3 separate regions of the Danio rerio genome follow, and all the other regions are linked to region 2. A link is a contact called in public Hi-C data. All regions are on one chromosome and are shown on one strand. The core of a region is the stretch at or near the end of the contact, and the rest is flanking DNA. Distances in the headings are between cores, read along the strand shown.

Evidence for each region. Hi-C and Micro-C count contacts between places; a contact is called where the count stands out from the background.
Region 1: a contact with region 2 is called in a Hi-C map of an unstated tissue, with 4 times the contacts expected there. The contact joins the promoter of polh here to the promoter of wu:fc17b08 in region 2. A contact is called at or near these places in 1 of 18 Hi-C or Micro-C datasets (an unstated tissue) and 1 of 4 datasets of contacts at active chromatin or transcription factors (embryo).
Region 3: a Hi-C map of hematopoietic stem cells shows a contact between it and region 2, with 2.7 times the contacts expected there. The contact joins the promoter of gtpbp2a here to the promoter of wu:fc17b08 in region 2. A contact is called at or near these places in 3 of 18 Hi-C or Micro-C datasets (caudal fin, hematopoietic stem cells and an unstated tissue) and 1 of 4 datasets of contacts at active chromatin or transcription factors (embryo).

Annotation. Positions count from the first base shown.
Region 1 is chr13:723,441-726,872 of GRCz12tu, forward strand. It overlaps polh (polymerase (DNA directed), eta), which reads right to left and starts at 2,016. Exons shown (of 10, transcript NM_001040247.2): 1 at 1,808-2,016; 2 at 145-279. The coding sequence starts at 1,944. It overlaps rn7sk (RNA, 7SK small nuclear), which reads right to left; the gene lies at 3,400-3,432. It also overlaps a transcript of nrxn1b not described here.
Region 2 is chr13:425,218-428,869 of GRCz12tu, forward strand. It overlaps wu:fc17b08, which reads left to right and starts at 1,789. Exons shown (of 7, transcript XM_678958.10): 1 at 1,789-1,903. The coding sequence starts at 1,807. nvl (nuclear VCP like) reads right to left here and starts at 559. Exons shown (of 23, transcript NM_213484.1): 1 at 375-559. The coding sequence starts at 431.
Region 3 is chr13:776,863-780,580 of GRCz12tu, forward strand. It overlaps gtpbp2a (GTP binding protein 2a), which reads right to left and starts at 1,454. Exons shown (of 13, transcript XR_012389061.1): 1 at 1,097-1,454. It also overlaps a transcript of nrxn1b not described here.

The DNA.
Region 1 (3,432 bases), core at 766-3,265, 300 kb after region 2:
TATGTCTTATATCTGACATGGAGTTCTGTATGGGACTATTCATTGCAATTAATCGCAATAAATTCTTTGACATTTAATCTTCATCTAAATTGTAATTAGAAAGTAATAACTGTTGAAGTGGCTCTGAGAATAAACAGCTCTTACTGTGTGAGATCCGCCTTCCCGTGAGCCTCTGGGACCCGAGCCACCTGCAGATCTGGACACAGCTTTCTGGCATCATCCGCGAACATGTTCCTGCCGACTCCATGAGCTCTGGCCTCGTAACTCACCGCTATAATGCTGGACACAGTAATCACAGCACTTTAACACAGATCCTCTGAGGAAGACTGAGGTCCAGTTGGCTTTATTTTCACACAAGTGTTCATTTTAATGCTCTCTATAGTGTTTACGGCTACTTTAAATGTTGGGTCTGAAATTCAAAACAACATCAGCACTATTTATTATTATTATTATTAACTGACTAAACAATGTTGTGCTTTGATATTCACTGAATATATTCTGAATGTGTGAATATAAAGCCAATGTTTACCTCATTATCACATTATCAGCCGGTGGCTATCAAAATACAACACTGATCACAGTCAGTAAATAGTGCTGATGTTGTTTTTACTCATACTTACATGCTGTTTCACACCCAATATTCAAAATACCATGGTAAACTATACAGGGAGGGTGTCAGGAGTCGTCACTGAATGAATGTGCAAATATAAAACCAACTTTACCCCAATAAAGATTACTATAGTATATTTGTAATGTAGGTCGGTAACATTACTAAACTAATAAAATGCATTACACATGTCTTTTTAAATCATGTATTTGAAATCTGTAGTGAAATAAAGCTCCCAGCTCTGATTATAATGTATATTTCTGCTTATATCTGTGCTGTTTTGCTCATTTCTGAGCAGTTTTTCTGTCAGTTTTCTATTGGGGTGAAGTTGGTTTAATATGCTGAAGCATTAATTGAGTATTTTAAATGCTCTAATATACAGTATAATACACTTTACTAAAGCATAGTTAAAAATTGCTATAGTATATTAGTGATGTAGGACGGTACTTAACTTGACAGAATACATTACAAATTACTTTTTAATGAATGTATTTTGTGATAACGAAGTAAAGCTGGTTATATGTTAACACATTTGCTCATTTCTGAACAGTGACAACTTGTGAAACGCTAAACTTAATATTTGGTCTGAAATAGCATGCAGGTCTGACTTCACAATGACATTATCATTATTTTATTGACTATAAGCAGTGTTGTACTTTGATATTCACTGACTGATAATGTGATTTCCCCATTTATGGTTTGCAAAAAACACTTTTCTGAAATTATATGATGAATATAAAGCCAACTTTTACCTCAATATCACATTATCAGCCGGTGGCTATCAAAATACAACACTGATCACAGTCAGTAAATAGCGCAGATGTTGTTTTTACTCATACTTACATGCTGTTTCACACCCAATATTCAAAATACCATGGTAAACTATACAGGGAGGGTGTCAGGAGTCATCACTGAATGAATGAGTGAAAATAAAACAAACTTTATATTAAGGAGAAAGTCTGAATGTGTGCAAATAAAACCAACTTTAGCCCAATTAAAATTACTGTAACTGTATATCTGCGATGCAGGACATTACTAAACGTGACTAATCTAACGGAATACGCTACACATGTCTTTTTAAAGTATGTATTTTGAGATCTGTAGTGAAATAAAGCTCCCAGCTCTGGTTATATTGTATATTTCTGCTTAAATCTGTGCTGTTTTGCTCATTTGTGTGCGGGTTTCTGTCAGTTTCCTCACCCTCCGCCTTTCCAGGTCTTGTACTGCGCCACAACGCAGGGTTTGTTCTTCAGCTCGGGCTTCAGTCTCTGCTCCACCTGCACATAGAAGCAGTCCATGTCCACCAGCGCGACCACTCGCTCCTTCCCGAAATCCATCAGCGTGAGATCATAAATCTGGATTATTATGAAAGTCTGTCTGTGTTATGGAACTTCCTGGTGTTCTCCGCGGGTAAAGCTCGAGCTCTTCTTCTTCGTCTGTCTCTGTGTGGAGCAGCGCGAGTGTGATCTGCGCACTGCCCTCTGGCGCACTTGAAAATAAATATTGAGTTAAATTATTATTTTTATAGTTAAATATTTTTACATTACAGCGAGGGTTTAGGTAGGGATAGTCAGAAGTCAATAAAATACAATTCATGAATAATTTATTAAAATAATATAAATAACTGACATTAACAGGTATGCCATTCTCACGGGTTGTTGCTAGAAGGGATACAGCTGCTGACAGAAGTTAACGAGAACTGTTTATTAAATTAAATTAACTACTAATTGCATTTTATTAACGTCCATTTCTACCCAACACTAAACCCAACCCTCATTGTAATGTAAAAACACTAACTATAGCAAGAATTATTAATATTAATTATTAAATTACCCGTTCATTGTATTTCATTAACATCTACCGCTAAACCCAAACCTCACAGTGATGTAAAACAGTAATTATACAGAGTATTATTAATAATATTTAATAAATTATCCATGTAATTGTATTTTAATAACACCAACCCCAACCCACAGTAATGTACAATTATATTATACCGAGTATTATTCATATTATTTATTAAATTACCTATTAAATTGTATTTTATTAATGCCCCAACCCTAAACCCATCACAGTAACGTAAAAAACGTAATTATACGGAGTATTTTTCATATTATTTAATAAATTGCCCATTAGATTGTATTTAATATCTATTCTAAACTAATCTATTATATTGTCTATACATAAGTAAATACTCTAAAACACTCTATATCTAAAATGCTCTGGTGATTAATCCATAAAATATTATTTCTATATACATATACTCCATCTAAACACAAAAATACTCTGTATCTGGGGATGGAGACATGAAATACTCTATATCTACATACTGTATCTGGTATACTGCATACTGTATCTACCATACTGTATCTGGTGATACATAAACTTTATATTTACTCTCTATATATCTAAATACTCTAAAATACTCTATATCTGGGGATTGATACTCTAAATCACTCTATATCTACTCTGGGATACTCTCTCTCTCTCTCTCTCTCTCTCTCTCTCTCTCTCTCTCTCTATATATATATATATATATATATATATATATATATATATATAGCTAAATACTCTAAAATACTCTATATCTACTCTGGGATACTCTCTCTATAATATCTAAATACTCTAAAATACAAATGTTTGGGTATTGATACTCCAAATACTCTAAATGTATCTGTAAATACTCAAAAATATTTTAAGATTATGTTTATAAATAATATATTAAAAAAAAAAATATATATATATATATATATATATATAATAAATATAAAAATGTTTTGATTGAAGTGTCAAAAGAAAGGCAGACTGCCACATGCAGTGCCTCA
Region 2 (3,652 bases), core at 539-3,038:
CATGTTTACTCTTCTGTATTCTTCAATCTTATTTTACATTTACCGCAGTGATTTATAGTAAACACTATAGTGTTTTAACCATACTGAATTAATCTGTTGGGGTTATTAGTCAGTTATTGTAGCACCACTACAGTAACATAAACAACTGGGCATGGAGTTTTCAACAGCTGTAGGGTATATTATACAACAACACACCAGTTTACTGTGGTAAACACTCATGTATACTACAGTATTTATCACTATAGCTAATAATACAGTATACTGAAGCATTCATAAATAAAAAGTTGTAAATATTATAATATATATTTACATGATTATAGTCTATAGTATGGTAGAAAAACACTGTAAGTTAGTATATTAGAGCTGTGTGTTACCTGGTGGACTCTGTGTTTGAGTCTCGGGTCAATATTATAACCGCCGCGGTTCTTCATGGCTCATCCCTCGCGGAGTGTCGACAGTAGGAGATATTATTAATATATCTGTGTTATTATCCACACAAATAAACCTTTAAACGAGGAGGAAGAGCAGCACACGTTTATATTTTCCTCTGTTGCATGTCGCTGCTGCTCTACATGTGCTGAACTGAACAACACACGCTGATCTCCCGCTGCAGAACACACGCGCGACCCCTGCCGGCCTGGAGACTGCACAAATAATAAACAATGTTATATTTACAATATTCATACCCCTGGAAAAATCTGACTTTAAGTAACTTCTATTTAACTAGTAAGTTATTTTTTTATTTTTTATTTTTTTTACCAAAAAAAGACAATATTCATTATCTTTCTCCAAAAAGTATGTACAAAAGTCCTCATTGTGGCTGTTATTTAAATTTCAAGTCAGAATTTGGCTTGGGTATGAATCATTTCAGGCTTTATTATATGTAAAATATGATATATCTATTATATATATCTAATATATAAGTAACTATTATAATTCATACTTAGGGTGGTGACACGTTGCATGTTCTCCCTGTGTTAAAGAAAATAAATGAATGATTAAAGTGACACTTACATAATAATATGACAATAACATAATGTGACTATGCACATAAATACCCAGAACTGCAACATATGCATTGCTCAATATATTGAAATGTATATATTTTTTTCTTTTTTCAAATGTGCAACATAACTAAATCTTTATTCTTCGTGTTTCACGTGTAAATATGTGTACACTATATTTCATGTCATTTAAGTCTATAAAATATCATACAAGATATGAAATGTGACACAAATGCATGGGCATCAGACAGAAAAATAAATAAAAAACTGCATGACAAAAGGGTTTTTTGACATATTTAAATACACAGAAATGTATTTATTACTCATGTTTTTCAATCTATGAAACTTCTGTTTGGGTAATATGACATCACAAAACTAAAACGTGAAAATACAACTGCATTCAGCAATATATAGACAGGCCTCCACAGTCACCAGAGCTCAATCCAATAGAGCAGCTTTGGGATGTGGTGGAACGGGAGATTGGCATCATGGATGTGCAGCCGACAAATCTGCAGCAACTGTGTGATGCTATCATGACAATATGGAGCAAAATCTCTGAGGAATATTTCCAGTAGCTTGCTGAATCTCTGCCATGAAGGGTTAAGGCAGTTCTGAAGGCAAAAGAGGGTCCGACCCTAGTAAGGTGTACCTAATAAAGTGGCCGGTGAGTGTAAATCATTGAGCACATCGTACAGCAGGTGACAGTGTAGTCCGCAAAAACAAAAGGAGCGTGCGCCATGACGTCACATGCCAATGCTATCAGTGAGCGTGCGCGCTCCCCTGCGCTTGCTCACTGGAGAAAATGGCGAATTTGGCAACCAAGCGGCTCTGCACGAACGAGAGGTTTCCAGTTCGCCAGGATTCGGATTGCTGGAGGTCTAAACTCATTCGCAGTGTGGGTAAGAGCAGCGCACTCTACACACAACACCCGCTCAATGATTTTACTGATTATTTACGTTAGTTTCGTTGAAATCTGGCCACTAATACCTGTAGCTAACTTGCTAATAAGGCTAACCGACAGGATCGGACCAAACCACGTTCAATATTTGATCTTTAGCAATAGAGCAATCACAGCAGATCATAAACACGATCATCTGTTGTAAATTTGGTCCATGTTTCGTCAAGGTTTTGTAATTAATCTTCAGTTCTGTGCACTGGCCGGGCTGTGCGCGCTCACGATCGACCGAAAGTTGTTATTGTTTTTAAAGCGCGCTCTTGTTCAGCCGGCCTACAGTCAGATGATGATGATGATGATGATGAATAATTGTGAAAGTGGATGAAAGAAAGTGAGAAGTGTCTCACTTTGGCCGACTGTGATATCACCGGTCTGAAATGACGTCAGTCTGCATTGAGCTGTCAACGTGAAGAGGAGAGAGAAGGTTGTTCTCTAACATAATAATCCTGTCTGACGCCTTTATTAGACATATTTTTAAGCTTTTGTTTGTTTAAACGGTTTGGGATGGGCACACATGAGAATAAACGCGTAAGGCAGGGCGTATTTATAGTGTTTTTGAGCCGAACTGTAGTTAAGTATTTGAGTTGATGTCTGTGTTGTGATTCTACAGTACTATAGTAATAGAAGCAAGTGACCCAATACAGGAGTTAACACCACTGTAGTGTATATTATACTAAAATACACCCACAGTTCAGTTACTGTAATACAAACTACAATATTTCTTATTGTTTATTAGTTCACTGTAGTAAACATGACAGCAGTTTGTTAACTTAACATGCTTCATGAGGAAAAACAACCACAGTGCTTTTGTTTTTCCATTATTTTCTGTGTAAAGCCCAAATTAACACTGCAATTCTGGCCACAATTCTCCTCTAATAAATGAGCTGCGCCTCAGAACACCAAGACCAAACACAATGAACGCAGTGGCTTCTGGAGGCGTGAGACAGATGCTCAAGACAGTTCTGGAGGGAATAATAATAATACTGAAGCACTGTGATGCCGGACTGACAGAGGACTGAGGCCTTTTACAATCAGCACAACAACATCTCACATCTGACACAGTGGAAAGCTGCAAACCAACATTCCATTGTCCATTAATATAAATCAGTGGACTGAAACTGTCCTGTATGACAAGAGGACCGGCTGTGTCTAAACATGATGACAGCATAAAGCAGAGAGAGAATCCGTAGAGCTGCTAGTGTCAGTTTCTGAAAACTCAGGAGGAGGAAGTCACGTTTCAATCATAGTGGTTTTGAAGTTGAAAGGGAAATGACATACTGGATGGCATAGACTACATGCACAGGTTTCACTAACTACTACGTGTGCAATAATATAGACTTCTCCCGATTCAATCCGGTTTTAGGATCAGTAAAAAAAACACTGTCAAATAAAATAAAAGCTCTACAAGCAAAATACAGTCAGAATCAGAAATGCATGCACACAATACAACAAGAATCCAATCTAGCAGAGAGAACATGAACAGCACTTTTCATGCATCTAACTGCAGTTTCTAGTAACATAAACTGAAAAATATGATCAAATAACACTATAAACACACACACACACACACACATATATATATATATATAATCTTGACTGTATAATTCAAATAAAGCTGTGTTGATTGATTTCATTATCTTTAGTTGCTTGGTTAATATTAAGACAGCTTGCAGAAACACAATTTTCCCAATGT
Region 3 (3,718 bases), core at 204-2,703, 350 kb after region 2:
AACAATGAAGTGAAAACCATAAATATAATTTAAAATTCTCATGTAACACATTATTATTATGAGCTTACAATAATGGACAAACTATGCTATACTTAGAAACAAAAATGCAAAAATACTACTATAGAGCTTAACCTTATAGACTCAAAAAAATGACTTTAGCTGCTTGTTCAAACTACTTATTTAAAATAGGCTGAAACAACAAAGTTCTTAAGCATTTTGTAGGACAACTTAATAGTTTTATGTTCAATCCACTTAAGCTTGTAAAAACTATTGAGTTAACAAGCGATTTGTATTGCGACAACATGCAGAAATTGTGTGTAACCCAGCAATCTTGACAGTGTACATTATACAATAGCAGCACACATTAAAAGGGTCACGTTTTCATCAAAGTATTTATTAACACAAACCAAAAAAAACGATAACACTTGTAAAGCATTTATTAATATTAGTTATATACATTAAACGGGTCACATTTTTACAATAAGGTTCTTGTTGTTTCTAATGTAATGTTCATTCATTTGTTATTTACCAACGTGAAAAATGAACAATATTATTATACAGCATTTGTTAATCATAGTGCAACCTTTCCTTACATTAACAAAGATTAATAGACACTGTAGTTAATGTATTGTTTATTGTTTGTTCATGTTTAGTAAATGTATAAACTAAACTGAACTAACAGAACCTTACTGTGAAGTGTGACCACAATATTGTAAATTATTTTGCCTTTAGTTTAAATAATATGCTATAACAGTGTTTTTATATTGAATTTTATATTATTCAGCTCATGCTTAATATGTTTTATAGAATAAAATTGTCACAATTTGACAATAATATACGTTACGTTTGTTATCAAGCTAATTTTATCGAGTTTATATTTACTAGCACATTCAACAGTAGTTACCTTAACATATCTTAATATCATAAATAACATATTGACATTATATAATGACTATATTAACGTTATAGTCTAACAAAACCTAAAATACAGCAATACTTAAGAGATTCCGAGAGTAACTAAAACATGTCAAAAGCAGGAAAAAGAAAGCACAGCCAGATTAAAACATCAGATGTGTTTAATTGTTGGAGCTCTCACCTCTGGAGGTAGATAAGGCGGATTATTGCTTGCTTTTGGATACCGGCCAGACCGATTTTTGTACTTTTTGCTGCCATTTTTGGCGGTTTTTCTGGCACCGGCTGCCGGAGAGGCGCACTTCTGTGAGGCGGCCGATCCGAAGAGCTCCGACACCCGGGTCTCCATCCTGATAAAGCCCTAAAACCAGTAAAAACTAAGGGATGAACTCCTCCGTCTGTCCTACTCCATCAGCTGTGCTCTCGCCTGCTCCACACCGACATCAACACATCGAAATACGGTCAAATATCATTATTTATACGAGCCAGAGCCGGCGGAGCCAGAGCTCAACCCCCACAACAACAACAACAACTCGACATCCGGCCCGGTTTGAGTTCGCGGAAGTGCGTCAGCATGCTAACTTTTTGTTCCTCACGGTAAAGCAAAATAATAAATATTTTCTTATTGTTTGATTTTATTTTTGTATAATGTTAAACTTGGACATATTGTATGTAAAGAATTGAACATAATACAGTGGAATTAAACAGAAAGGAAGTGAGCAGTTCACAGTAAAATAAAGGAAGAAGGAAGTATTTTCGTAATTTGATTACTTCATGAATATTCATGATTCAGGTATGCTGCAACCACCGCGCAACTTTGAGTTATAACTATTGTGTCATACATAACAAAAGATTACACTGCTCTTACATCAGTTTAGCTTGTTAAAACACAATAATCGATTACTTAAATATAGGCAAAAGGAAGAAAAAAACATATTTTCTGATGATATTTAGATATTTATTGTCTAATTAAACTGAAATTATTCCATTTTTATTTAATACTGCTTAAATTATTTTATCTGGGAATGTTTTCTTGCATAACTTATTTTCAAAGTAAAGTAAAAGTTTAGTTACCATGTTTTGAATGTGAATTACCAGTTCATTCATTCATTCCTTTTCAGCTTAGTTCATTTATTAATCTCTGGTTGCCACAGTGGAGTGAACCGTCAACTTATCCAGCATGTTTTACGCAACTGATGCCCTTCTAGCTGCAACCCAGTACTGAGAAACATCCATACACACTCATTCACACACATACACTATGGCCAATTTAGTCTAATGTGTTTGGATCTGAGCACCCGGAGGAAACCCACGCCAACACGGGGAGAACATGCAAACTCCACACAGAAATGCCAAGTGACCCAGCCGGGATTTGAACCAGCGACCTTCTTGCTGTGAAGCGATCGTGCTACCCACTGTGCCAAGAAGTATTTTTTTGTTTGTTTTATTTGTAATAAACATTTTTAAGATATATTAGTTTTTTTAGAACTTTTAAAGTTGGTTAAACATGTGGAGAGACGTCTCACAAGAATTCAGTTCGTAATAAATAAATAAATAAATACAGTGATTCAAACCATCTTCAATGAAACGATTCAAAGGCGCCACCTGTCGGCCGTATGTGAAACGATTTCTATTTTCATCCATTCATTCACTTTCCTTGGGTGTAATCTCTGATTTATCGAGAGGAGTCTGGATGCAGACCTGCTGCAGTGCAATCTGAGCTGCATCTAATGCTTTTTAATGCGCTCACCTAACCCCACCCCTAACCCTACCCGTCACAGTGACGTCACACACTCCATTGAGTGCATTGTGTCTGACATTGCATTGCTGAGAGATGCAATCTCAGCTTGCATTATAAAGGTTGCATCCAGACCAGATACTATTGGATTTATCAGAGGTCGCCACAGCGGAATGAACCACCAACTATTCCAGCATAAGCTTTATGCAGGGGATGCCTTTCCAGCTGCAACCTAGTCTTGGGAAACACCCATACACACTCATTTCTATTTTCAACATGGAAAAATATGCACATTACTTATGAAAAAAAACACACACACACACACACACACACATGTATATGAACAATTTAAAATACAAATTTTCTAATTCCATGATGATAATGCAAATAAATAAATAAAATATTAAACTTGCTTATTTATTTTCGTCTGCTTTTCCGGGGTCGGGTCGCAGCGGTAGCAGTCTTAGGAGAGAACCCCAGACTTCCCTCTCCCCAGACACTTCCTCCAGCTCCTCCATGGGGGATCCTGAGGCGTTCCCAGGCCAGCCGAGAGACATAGTCCCTCCAGCGTGTCCTGGGTCTTCCCCAAGGCCTTCTCCCGGTGGGACATGCCTGGAACACCTCCCTAGGTAGGCATCCTGAAGGCATCCAAAACAGATGCTCGAGCCACCTCAGCTAACTTCTCTGGATGTGGAGGAGCAGCGGCTCTACTCCGAGCTCCTCCTGGGTGTCAGAGCTCCTAATCTTTTAAACAATAAAAGACTGGTGTATAAAATTATTAATTAATAAAATATGGTATGGTGTGTTGAGTTAGACTTTGGTTTTGAGTTTTAATTTTGAGTCTTAATTTGGTTTTGAGTCTTAACTTTGAGTCTTAATTTGGTTTTGAGTCTACCAAATAATTACATTTTTTTTTTTTTACATGTTCTGCCGTATTTTTAACAGTACAGATCTGGCAACCACAGCTGCTGTATTTTACTGCAAATTTGACAGATTTTTATTTTTTATTTTACAACAAAAGACTGGTGTATAAAACTATAAATGAAGGAAATACAATAATGTTTACCT